3 separate regions of the Mus musculus genome follow, and all the other regions are linked to region 3. A link is a contact called in public HiChIP or PLAC-seq and promoter capture Hi-C data. All regions are on one chromosome and are shown on one strand. The core of a region is the stretch at or near the end of the contact, and the rest is flanking DNA. Distances in the headings are between cores, read along the strand shown.

Region 1 (3,692 bases), core at 1,113-3,612, 110 kb after region 3:
TATAGTGGCCCTAAACTGTGTGATGGTAAAGACAAGACCTGTTTACAAATGCCTCTTCCATATCATTTAGCATATGGATCAAGGGTCACTTTTTTTTTCTTTTGTTTTTTTCTGAGATGAAGTTAGATTATATAGACCAGGCTGGCCTCAAACTGGAGATCTTCTGCCTCAGTCTACCAAATGTTGGGATTACAACGCATGTACCCCCACGGCCAGGGGGATGCTTACCTTTCGGGTTTAATTTTTTCATTTTCAATTACATTAAAAATATTAGTCTTTAGCCATTTTATTTTTTTCCCATATGGCTTCTTAATTCCTATGCTGTCTCTTCTAAATTTCTCTCTTGATTTTAAATTCCCAAACATTACTGGATGTAGTAACAGTTTATATCTTTAAAAATGATTAATTTTCATTTTATGTGTGTTGCTGTTTTGCTTGCATGCGTGTCTGTGGGATGGTGTCAGATTTCCTGGAACTGGAGTTACAGACAGTTGTGAGCTGCCATGTAGGTGCTGGGACTTGAACCCTGGTAGAGCAGGGTTCTGGAAGCGCAGCCACTGCTCCCAACCACCGATCATCTCTTCAGCCTCCTCCATTTTTATTTATTTGATTTGATTTGATTTTTTGGTTTGCTTGTTTTTAAATGGAAGCTGGGACATTTGGAAGCGATTCTGCTGAACTTGACAAAAGTTTGTGACAAGTCTTATGCGGTAAGCAGAAGTTAGGATAACAACAGAATAAGAAGAAAAGGAGAAACGATACCCACTCTGGTCTCTGTCTTTTTCAAGTCCTACCATTCCCTTATGTGAACGGCAAGAACTCGGATCTAGTGTCCCATTCCAACCTCAATGCGTACCATCCTAAGATGCTGAGAGCAAAGCCCACCCAGAGACTGCTAGGAACAGAGCAACCCACAGACATCCCTCGCTGTGCAGCTTTTGATGCTGAGATTCTGGAGATGACGTGGCTTTCACGTGACCGCAGCCGGGGAGAGCCCCAGCTACTCACCTAATAACGCCTAGGTTACTGTTCTTTTTTACTGCAGGGATCACATGACTGAGAAACTGTGGTCTCGATAATAAAGTGGACATAGCGATTTAAAATAACAGAAGTTGAAAGGAAAACATTCCAATGTAAGAGCAACTGAGTTCCGTGCTGTGAGGAATAGTTTAAATATCACAAATGATCTTCCTTGAAAGCTCACACCCTAAAAGTCATCCAGGACAAGACCACATTACATTTCCCCAAGTTCTGAGCAACCCCCCCCCAAAACCAAACCAAACAAAAACCCTCTATGTTTAAGTTTTTTATAAAGATTTCAGGATTGAGTTGGCCAGAGTAATTAAAAAAAAACCTGAAACTAAAATGTATTTATGATGAGTAAAAATTAGATTTAAATATCAAATAATAATTATGGAATGATAGAACCAGCTATTTTGATAAGGAATAGCTCAAAGAACGGGAGAGTTACAGAGAGCAACAGAAGAAGAATCCACATATGGGCATATATATATGTGTGTGTGTGTGTGTGTGTGTGTGTGTATATATACATAAAAATAAATGTGTGTACATGTGATCAATGATTACAGAAGCAAAACTAAGGGAAGAAAACATGATCTATAATCTAGGGGAATAAATAACATAAATTCATTATTATTTTCAGAATGAAAATATTAAAAGCCAAGATAAATAGAATGTATAGTATTTACATAAAAATAAAAGTAGACATGGAGATAAGACAGGAGAAATAAAAATTTGGGAAAGTTGGGAGGCAGAGACAGGCGGATTTCTGAGTTCAAGGCCAGCCTGGTCTACAAAGTGAGTTCCAGGATAGTCAGGGCTACACAGAGAAACCCTGTCTCGAAAAACAAAAACAAAACAAAACAAAACAAAACAAAACAAAACAAAACAAAACAAAACAAAACAAAAGTTAGGGAAAGAACCAGATATGATTGTGTACAACTTTAATCGCAGGAGAAGGAGATATAGCTCTGTGAGTTTAAGGCTAGCCCAGTCTATGTAGTGAGTTCCCAACCATCCAAGGCTCTATGTAAGACTCTCAAAAAAAAAAAAAAAAAGTTTTAGGGAAAAGAATAGAAGGAAACAGAAGATAAGGAACTTGAAGCCATTGTACATAATCAGCAGGCTAAACCAAGCATGAACTATAAGGCTCATCTATGTTTTCTTACCAAGCACACTGAGATGGAATCCAAAGGCTCCAGGACTGATGATCTGCGAGCCACCAACAAATCCTGTCTGGTCCAGCCAAAATGAAGTAGTGAAGTGCATTGGACGAGTTGCTGAGCACTGACTTTTCCCTGGGTAAAGGGAACTCAGGATCATGACTGCTATCTGACTGCACAGGAAGGGCCTTTCCATGAGTCACCTCTTAAACTTAGCCGGCGTAGATAAGAAAAGCAGAAGGACAGAGGAGGGCGGGTGGAGGAGGCCGATCAGGACACAGATATTTCCTGCAGGAACCTGTCACCTTAGCTACGAGATGCTGAGATGCAGGCAGGCAGAAATTTGAGGCTTGTCTGTGCTACAGAGTGAGGTTTTATTTTTTTCCCTTTAAATTTGCTTTATTTTATCTTTATATCAGTATGTGTGTGCCATATATGGTTGCTCACAGAGGCCAAGAAAGGATGCTAGATTTCTTGGAACTGGAACCTAATGTGGGTGCTGGGATCTGTTTTTAACCTCCGAGCCATCTCTCCAGTCCCATAGAATGGGGTATTTAAAAGATCTATTGATTTTCTTTTATGTGTAGGAGTTCTTCCCCCCCCCCCCATTTGTGTGTACATATATTTGTGCCTGCTACCTATGGAGGCCAGAAAAGGGCATGGGGGGGGGGGTCCCTGGAATTGAAGTTATAGATTTGCCAGTCACTCATTTGGTGCTGGGAACTCAACTATTAAGCCATTTTTCCAGCCTCTACAGAGTGATTTTAAGACCAACTTGAGAAAGTTAGCAAGACCTTATCTCAAGACAAAAAAGTAATAAAAGATCTAGGGATATAGATTGTGGGTGAGCACTTGTCTGCTATGTCCTAGGTCTTGTGGTTAATCCCCAGGTCAGGAAAAAACTGTGTGTGTGTGTGTGTGACGACGGGAGATGGCTATGATCAAGTTAGGTTGAATGCATATGTACTTGTTAAAGAACAAATAACACATTTAAGAACAACAACAAAAAGATGGCTGAGTTGGGAGGTGTAGCATAAATTTTTTGCAACCTACTTTTAATTATAAGGTTCATTCTCTTCTCTAACCTACCACCCAGCAGAGAGAGTGGAAGAAAAGTTATTAGAATATGGTGGAAGTGGGCCTGTTCAGCAATAGTTCTTTGGGGGGGGGTGGGCGCAATCCCCGTCTTCTTTCTCAGCAGTTCAGTCCCATAGCAAACACCAAATACAACTCAGCAGTTGTAGACCAGTCCTATAGGCAGGCAGATGCCACACATGAGCTAGCAGCTTCAATCCAGTCCTCTCCACCAGCAGACACCGGGCATGAATGCCAACTGGTCTGAGGCAAGGCTGCTAAAGTGGCAAGCAGCTGCAGGAACCGAAGTCCTTGGGTGAGTTTCTCTCAATGGCTGCATTACCACGAGTTGAGCTCAACCACGCTATATAAGGTGAATGAAGAATGGGGAGACAGAGCAAACCAAACCAAGGCTCAGTGCTCATGCCCCACTGT
Region 2 (3,833 bases), core at 637-3,136, 80 kb before region 3:
CAGGTGATAGATAGCAGGAGTGCGAGGTGGGTCAGAAGGCCCCCTACTGGGAGATGACAGCCCCAGCCCGTGGCACAGGAGGGTGGAGCTAAGTGGATGAAGTAAAGAGTACACAGACCAAGGCACTAAAACTGCAAGGAGCTGATGGCTGGGGTGAATGCAGAGGTGACCACGGAGAGGGTACAAGAAGAAGAGACTGGCTGAGGAGCACAGTTTCCAGTGGCCTTTTAGGGCCATCATGCTCAGAGACTCCACAAAGCTCTAGGATGTCCTGACTTTGCTGATGAAGAAACCAATGGTGTCTTTGCTTAGATTGGCCATGCTCACCCACCCAGGCCCATACAGCTTCAACTTCAAGTTCCCATGTGGGGAGCATTCCCTGTGGGAGCTCTTTCCTGGAAGCTGAGACTGTGACAGCCTGGACACACATCGCAGCGGCCTCCCCCGTCCTTAGGAGAAAGAGAACACATTCCACAGAGACAAAGAGAAAAGAAGGGCAGAGAGCCCTGGGTCCAGCCCCTCTCAGGCTGCTCCACCTTCACCCTCCCAGTTTACACAAGACACAAACATCCTGGGTTTAGATACCAGCAAGACGTCTATGAATAAAAGCATTTGCCACAACCATCTAAGTTCAATTCTCTCTTTAACATTTTTTTAAAAAAATTATGTATATTAGTTTTTTGCCTGCATGTGTGTCTAGGTCAGGATTTGGAGTTATAGACAGTTGTAAATTAGCATGTAGGTGCTGGGATTTGAACCCAGGAAGGACAGCCAGTGCTCTTATCCACTGAGCCATCTCTCCAACCCTTTACGGTCAATGATCAGAACCCATGTGTCCTAGTTAGGTTTCTACTGTTGTGACAGACACTGTGACCAAGAACACCATTCGTAGGGAAGGGTTATTTCGTTTTACAACCTTCGGGTCACACCCCCATTACTGAGGGAGGTCGAGGCAGGAAGCTGGAGCAAAAGCTGTGCCGCAGAGAAGCACTGCTTACAGACTCCTCCTGGCTGGCTTGCTCAGTTTGACTTCTTATAAACCCCAGGACCGTCCACCTACCCAAGAAATAGTGTGGGCACAATGGGCTGGACCCTTCCACATCAACCATCAATGAAGAAAATGCCTCACAGGCTTGCCTACAGGCTGGTCTGAGGCGGCATTTTCTCAAATGGGGTTCGTCCTTCCTAGATGACTCTAGTTCTCATCAAGTTAAAAAACTAACCCGATCAACCTGTAGAAAGCCAGATATAGTGGTAGATATCTGTAATCCCAGCACTCATACCGCAGGATGGAAGGTGGAAGGCCAAAGAGGCTCACAGGCTGCCAGCCTCGAACACACAGCACCTCAGAAACCAGAGAGACCCTGCCTCAACATGTGGAAAGGGAGAACTGACTCCTGAACATAGTTCTCTGGCCTCAGCACGTGCGCCGGCACACACAGACACACCCACAACAATAATAATCAATATATATTAGTTTAAACTTGTAAAACTCCAGTCGTGGGCTAAACTGTCTGGAGCAGGTTCTGTCTCTTACTGTCCAAGATTTCTCAATGCTCGTGGGTCTGGAAGAAAGAGTTCTGCCTACTGTGTTCACGGACAGGTGCCAGCCCAGTGACCCAGAGCAATGTAGGCCCATTCCCTTTCAGTTGTCTCCCGAAACCTAGCACTGCCCTGGGGCTGCCTGCTCAGCACCCTCACCTCTCTCCCCTGGAGCCCATCTCAGTCTGCCAGCGATTCTTTTCAAACAAAGGTTTCTACTGTGGTTTGAATGTGAAACGTCCCCCCACAGGTTCATGTATTTGCAGATCTATGAGTTGCTACAAGAAGGCTGGCCGCTCCCTGGATAGCGATGAATCCTTCAGCCTACTGTCCAGGAAGTGAACCGGCTTCAGACTGAGACCAAAGTGCCACTCCCAAGGTGAACTGGGCAGGAGGCCAAGCGCCTTGTCCGCTCCGCACCACCCACCCATCCCCCTTGCAGCTGGGCCTCTTTGATGCTGCTGCTGAGAGTCTATAGCGGGTGGTGATAAACCGGTGCACCTCGCGGCCTCCCGAATTCAGCTTCTGGAGACAATCCACTCGCTAGAAACAAGGGCGCTTTCCCCAGGAGGTCCCAACTGTCCTTACTCACAGTTCATTCCAAGCCCTAACACAGCCCTAATAAACCAGTCTGCTCTTCACCTCCCAGAAGAGAAAAGGCCTTCCTAGCCCAAGGGTGGGAATGTTAAGGCTGGGGGATAACAGCGCATTTGCTGTGGAGTACTGTTCCTAAAAAGCCGTGGGAAACCTCACACAGATGGGTGACTGGGCTCTCCTAGGTCCCCTCTGCTGGCTTTTTTTCCTCTGACACCTCTGGGTCTTGCAAACCGGGTGCTCCACATATACCGGGGATCCGCTGTGACACCCCCACCACCACCACCTGTGACCGTGTTAGTGACTGAATTTACCTTCCATAGATTTGGAATTAACCGTACAGCTGGCATGGCAGTGTTGGGGCAGACAAGGAGTCGGGGAGATGTGAGATCTTCAAGGTGGATTAGCAAGAGGAAGGTCAGACTTTCAAACTGAGACCTTTCAGCAAGCAACCCTTCAACTGTGAGTTGCTAGTTAGTTAAAAATGAACCCAAAGGGCAACTGGGGCCTTAAAGTGGCCACAAAGCTAAAGGGCAAACTGGCGACAGTAAACATAATTAGCTGACCCTTCCTGGCCCAAAGCTAACACAAACTTAAAGGAAATAAAGTCCGTCGGCAATCTGCTATCTCAAAGGCCCCTCCTGAGTTGGGGCCAGCCTTAACTCCTGCAAAGTTAAGCCCACAGTACTTGAATGCAGTTAATTATTTCTTCCTTTGTTGGCTCGAGGAGACGGAGCACGTTTTTGACCCCCACCCTCACCCCCAGGCTCACATGAGCCCCAGCAGGACAGGTGTCATGTCCTCCTCAGCAAAAGCTTCAATGCAGAGACCGGAGGAAACTGGTTTTCCATCTTCCCGGGCTCTGCAGCCTTGTGCTTCGCGTGTGCTGTTGGAGCGATTTCGTTAAAAGCCCCTTTAGCCTTTCTTCTGGACTCTTTGGGTTTTTTTTGTCTGAGAAGGTGCTGCGGGGGGGGGGGGGCCCTCCCCGATCTTATGTCACCTCACCTGAGGACCCAGTTTGATCATTCAGTAAGGATAGTACTTTTCAAAAAAAAGAAAGAAAGAAAGAAAGAAAGAAAGAAAGAAAGAAAGAAAGAAAGAAAGAAAGAAAGAAAGAAAGAAAAGAATAGTACTTTTCACCATGGGTAAACTTGAACCCAGGTCTGTCTCCATGCTCAGCCTCACGGCTCTTCACTGCCCTGTACAGCCTACACCCCAGCCCGCCCACACATCTGCACCCTTGCCTTGTAAACATCTGGCATAAGAACATCAAATGTTTCATAAACTTGAGTCCAGCTACAGCATCTCAACCTTGAAGGGACAGACACTTAAAGGGTCTTACTGCCCAGATACTTTTAAAAAATTGAGGCTTGCAACCATCCTATCACCAGGAATGAACTGCAGAGTGACTTCCCATTTTCCAAGAGTGGCAACAGGATAGATATTGGTGACTGAGGTTGGAAGACAGGCCTGATTTCCTCATCTGACCAGGTAAGCACTCAGACAGAGGTGTGACTTACAGAACCCCATGTCTTCTGTGGTGTCCAATTCTGTTCTCATGCATTTGCAAATGTGAATGTGAGGAGCCAGTGCAGGAGGAGCAGGCAGAGAGCTGAGATGGCCGGAAGGGCCTGGGTACCATTTACCCAGGCACATAAGTCTGAGGCCGGAAGGAGACATCGCAAGCATCTTAGAGT
Region 3 (3,883 bases), core at 196-2,695:
GCTCCTCACTTCTCCTGCTTCAGCCTCTCAGGTTTGGAGTCACAGGTGCGAGGTGCTATGCTCAGATTTTTATTTTTCTTATCTCTAGACTACCCAACCCACCAGCAACATCCTGGGCCCTCTTGAGAGTCTTCCTGTTCTCTAAATATGGTACCATTCTCCGCCCAGCTGGCCAGAGCCTCTGCTCATTTTAAACACATTATTAGGAGCCATTTTTAGCAAGGGGGGATCAGGCAGACATCTCCTCACCTTGCTGGGAAATCACTCAAGCAGGCAGGGACATCTCAAAACTGGAGTCTGAGGCCGACCTATTTGGCCTGCTACAACCTCTTCACCTGTCCTTAAGTTCCTCTTAAGGTCACTCCCGGTGGCAGGCTGGGAGCGTCTAGCAGCGAGCTGACCTTCCCGGCAGCCTCCCAGTCTCTCGGTGGTTAAGTGCTGTCCCTTCCAGGCGAAGGCCCTTTCCTTGTTGTAAAACCCTCTTTACAGACATCCCCTCTTTTATCCTGATTTTTTTTTCACGGTCTCTTAATTTACTTAATTTCCAAGTTAATCTTCGTGGAAATGCCCTTTTCCTTACAAATACTGCCTTCCTCCCTCCGCCCACACTAACTCCGATACATCCTGCACTCACAACCATAGTAAGGACAACTGGACTTCCCTCCCCACAGTACCGGGAACCCAAGGACCGATAGCGGGATGCTGAACAGCAAACCCAAGCCAACCCCACGTCCTCTCAAGGTCTAAGCCTTTCCCAAGCCTTCCAGCTGGCTCCGAGACCCCCGCGGCCAAGTCCTACCCTCTTCGCTCTCATCACAGCTACCTCAAACACACCCGAGAGGCAAACAGCTTCTGAGGTGACTTTCACGTGCTAAGAAGGTGTCCGAGAGGATCCTCGTCAGGTAGGAGATGCCTAGAACGCTAACACTAGTATCGAATTGCTTGCTGGAGCTGATAAGAAAAGGCCTCCGTCCGGATGGCTCGGTGACTTAGGAGAAACCGGAGCACGGCGATCCGCACCACGACCTACCTCCGTGAGGACCCCAAACAAGCAAATAAAAACAACCAGCTCTTACCTTCGTTGTCCCCATGGTCCCAACCTAGTTCTCAAGTCTTAAGGTAGATCTAGAGGTATCCAGCCAATGTTCTCGGCAGCAAGTGTTCCTCGGGTCCTACAGAAGCCGCTCTCAGAAGGCTTAAGGACTATCACCGAAAGCATCACAGCCCGAAGCCCAGCCTACCTATTTATAATCTCTGCAAGGGGTGGAGCCTTCAACCTCCCACCCCCCAATCCTTAACCTGTGACCCCAGGAATTCAGTGACCTCTTATCTGATCTTCACCGCTCCACCCCCAGCCCCTGTCCTTTGCAATCAACCACCATCACCCACCCCCTCCTGCTTTTTACCACATCCTCCTCGTGGTTCTTTTTTTTTTCCCCTCAAAGCGCTTCCAAATTCCTTCCCCTTTTCAAGAGCCGACAGCCTTTTTGTTTCACAGAAAAAAATACTAAAACAAAGTTTGGAGGGCGGGCAAATTTGAAGGCAGTCGGGATGGAATCAGTCTAAACGCAGAGTAGAGTCAGTGCTGCTTTTAGTTGAAAGTCATCCAAGGAGCAGGAAGCAGAGAATTGATAATGCGTTTTCATTATAGGCTGGGTGTACTCGCCTTGAAGGAGGGAAAGGCGAGGCAGTCCAAGAAAACGCATCCAGGTGTGAAGGCAGCCTTCTTGACTTGAGGCTCCAAGAAGGATCAAGTGAAGTACACAGCCCCAATTCCTCACCACAGCATACGCCACCCCACCCATTGTGAATTCTGCCTCTCTCAGCTCTGTTTTGAGATTAACAGCATCTAGAAACACAACAAATATCTAATTCAACTTACAGATTTTTGCTGAGTGCATAGCTCTCAAGCGGGAAGAAAAAATTAAGAGCTGGGGTGGAGGTGTCTCGCAGTGGTATAGCACTTGCCGCGGCTCTAGGTTAAACCCCCAGAACAATCAGTCTAGGGTAACTGATTCTCATATAAGAAACGTTTGCTAACATACTATTACCTAGGGATTGTGTGTCTCTCGAAAGACAAACTTGAGACAAGTACTTCACTACCACACTGAAAGAAACCTAAAAAGTTGGGTACGCGAAAGGAGAGCTTACAGAGAGGCCTGCGATGGCCTGCAGGAGGCAGGCACATTTCAGGTGAGCTCCAGAGTGAAGCAGCTGAGCACGTGATAAACGTGTGACACTGAGGCTCTAGGCTCTGACTCCCGGTGCGGGGGAGGGAAGGCGACCCCTCCCCTGAAGAGTGATTTGGTATAGGCTCGAGGAAGGAAAGGCATCTTCAGTCCCTAGCTTTCTGGGCAGAGATCTAGACTGATGGACTGAACTGAAGCAAACCTGGTCCCTTTCTCCTTAAAGGAGGGTCTTTGCCAAATCGGATGCTTGCTGAGAAAACTGAGGTGGAGTGAACCGGACCGCGCAAGAAAATCATCCCCGAGGTTGCACCCCCTTGCTCTCGTCATTTTTCTTTCCTAGAAGCACTGAGTCGGAAGCGCCGTTTAATTACCACAGCAACTGAATCTAGCAGCTAAAGAAATAGTAAAGCCCAAAGGCCAGTGCCTGCCAGTAGAAAGAGAATCCAAGCCACTTGGTGCAACATTCCATTTTCCTGTAGCCACATTAGAAATAATGAAGGTTGTCAAGATGGCTTAGCAGGTAAAGGCACTTGCTGCCAAGTCTGGAGACCTGAGTTTCATCCCCACGACCCACACATGGTGTCAGGAGAAAACCAAGTCCACAAAGTTGTCCTCTTTTTGTTGTTTTGTTTTGTTTTGTTTTGGAAACAGGGTTTCTCTGTGTGGCCCTGGCTATACTCGAACTTGCTTTGTAGACCAGGTTCCCTTCCAGCCTTCCAGGTGCTGTACAACACTTGGTGCACAGACATACACGTAGGCAAAACACCCATAATGCATAAAATATAAAGGTGTTTTTCTTTTTTTCTTTTCCTTTTCTTTTTTTCTTTAAGGCACTCGGGAGGGTGGAAGTGGGCTAGTGATCTGGGAAAGACAGATGCTCCAAAGCCTAAGATTAGCTCTGAAACAGAGAAAATTATGCTTGCAGCAATGTATGTTTTTTAAAGATTACAGCTGGAATTTAGCTGAATTCCCAAGAATCTAAAAAGTGCTAAACAAATTGAGACAAATGCTCTTCAAAGCAGAAGCTCGTCTGATGCTTAAGCCACAAGGCCTCATGCTACTGTGGGCTTAGCAGCAGAGTCCAAGACAGACAGTCCTCATCTCGAGCAACACAGACCAGCTGCTGACTAGCTGTTAGAGATTGCCTGGGGTCCTCAGTGCACTGTGGGAGTGCATGTGAAGGGTTCCCTGGGGAACTCGGTACATTGTAGGAATTCCTGTGCCGGGTTCCCTGGGGTCCTCAGTGCTCTGTGGGAGTGGTTGCCAATTGACCGAAAAGTCCAAGTCCCAGTGAGGGTGACCAACCTTGAGGGACAAAGCACTCAACAGCCTCATGGCTGAGATGCAGTAACAACACCTATCTACTACGTGTCCTTAGATTGCTTGAGAGTTCTTCTATCTTTGCTGGATATCAAAGAGGGAGAAGCACGAAGGGGACTTTAGTAAAAGTACCCAGTTGGGAGCTAAGAGCAAAGTAGGTGTGCTTAGGAGAGAGGGAACAAGAACAATAGCCTGGGATACCAGTTCCCAATGCACACACCTGCACAATTGGAGCCCCAATCTGGTCTCCTGCTGTTAGCCTGTTGAGGTTTGCTAGTGTGACAACTAAGCAGAAGGACAAGGGATCCTACAAAAGAGCACTCAAGATTTTAAACTCAGCACAGTGCCCCCGGCCTGGGAAAACGCAAGCAGAG

Evidence for each region. HiChIP or PLAC-seq counts read pairs in DNA pulled down with a chosen protein or histone mark. Capture Hi-C pulls out chosen DNA fragments and counts their contacts.
Region 1: a promoter capture Hi-C map of pancreatic islet shows a contact between it and region 3. The contact joins the promoter of C3ar1 here to the promoter of Slc2a3 in region 3. A contact is called at or near these places in 10 of 484 Hi-C or Micro-C datasets (the C2C12 cell line, Sertoli cells, astrocytes and 3 more), 6 of 115 datasets of contacts at active chromatin or transcription factors (embryonic stem cells, extraembryonic endoderm stem cells, microglia and 2 more) and 3 of 9 other capture datasets (adipose tissue, liver and pancreatic islet).
Region 2: an H3K4me3 HiChIP or PLAC-seq map of embryonic stem cells shows a contact between it and region 3, with 11 times the contacts expected there. The contact joins the enhancer-like site here to the promoter of Slc2a3 in region 3. A contact is called at or near these places in 2 of 39 promoter capture datasets (embryonic stem cells and macrophages), 3 of 15 datasets of contacts at CTCF or cohesin (the NIH/3T3 cell line, embryonic stem cells and stem cell-derived epiblast-like cells), 36 of 484 Hi-C or Micro-C datasets (the AML12 cell line, the C2C12 cell line, ECoMG myeloid progenitors and 22 more), 24 of 115 datasets of contacts at active chromatin or transcription factors (bone marrow-derived macrophages, embryonic fibroblasts, embryonic forebrain and 10 more) and 4 of 9 other capture datasets (adipose tissue, liver, macrophages and 1 more).

What each region holds. Positions count from the first base shown.
Region 1 is chr6:122,853,795-122,857,486 of GRCm38.p6, forward strand. C3ar1 (complement component 3a receptor 1) reads right to left here and starts at 2,363. Exons shown (of 2, transcript NM_009779.2): 1 at 2,190-2,363.
Region 2 is chr6:122,661,130-122,664,962 of GRCm38.p6, forward strand. No RefSeq gene overlaps it. Among named protein-coding and RNA genes, the nearest start is that of Dppa3, 37 kb to the left of the region's middle. RefSeq lists an enhancer at 456-3,306 and a cis regulatory region at 793-3,576. Within about 2 kb of position 1,887, at least 16 of the 459 cell types and tissues checked have an H3K27ac peak or open chromatin away from gene starts, as enhancers often do. A contact at or near this core is called in the N1E-115 cell line and embryonic stem cells, where this site is marked.
Region 3 is chr6:122,741,300-122,745,182 of GRCm38.p6, forward strand. Slc2a3 (solute carrier family 2 (facilitated glucose transporter), member 3) reads right to left here and starts at 1,446. Exons shown (of 10, transcript NM_011401.4): 1 at 1,077-1,446. The coding sequence starts at 1,091.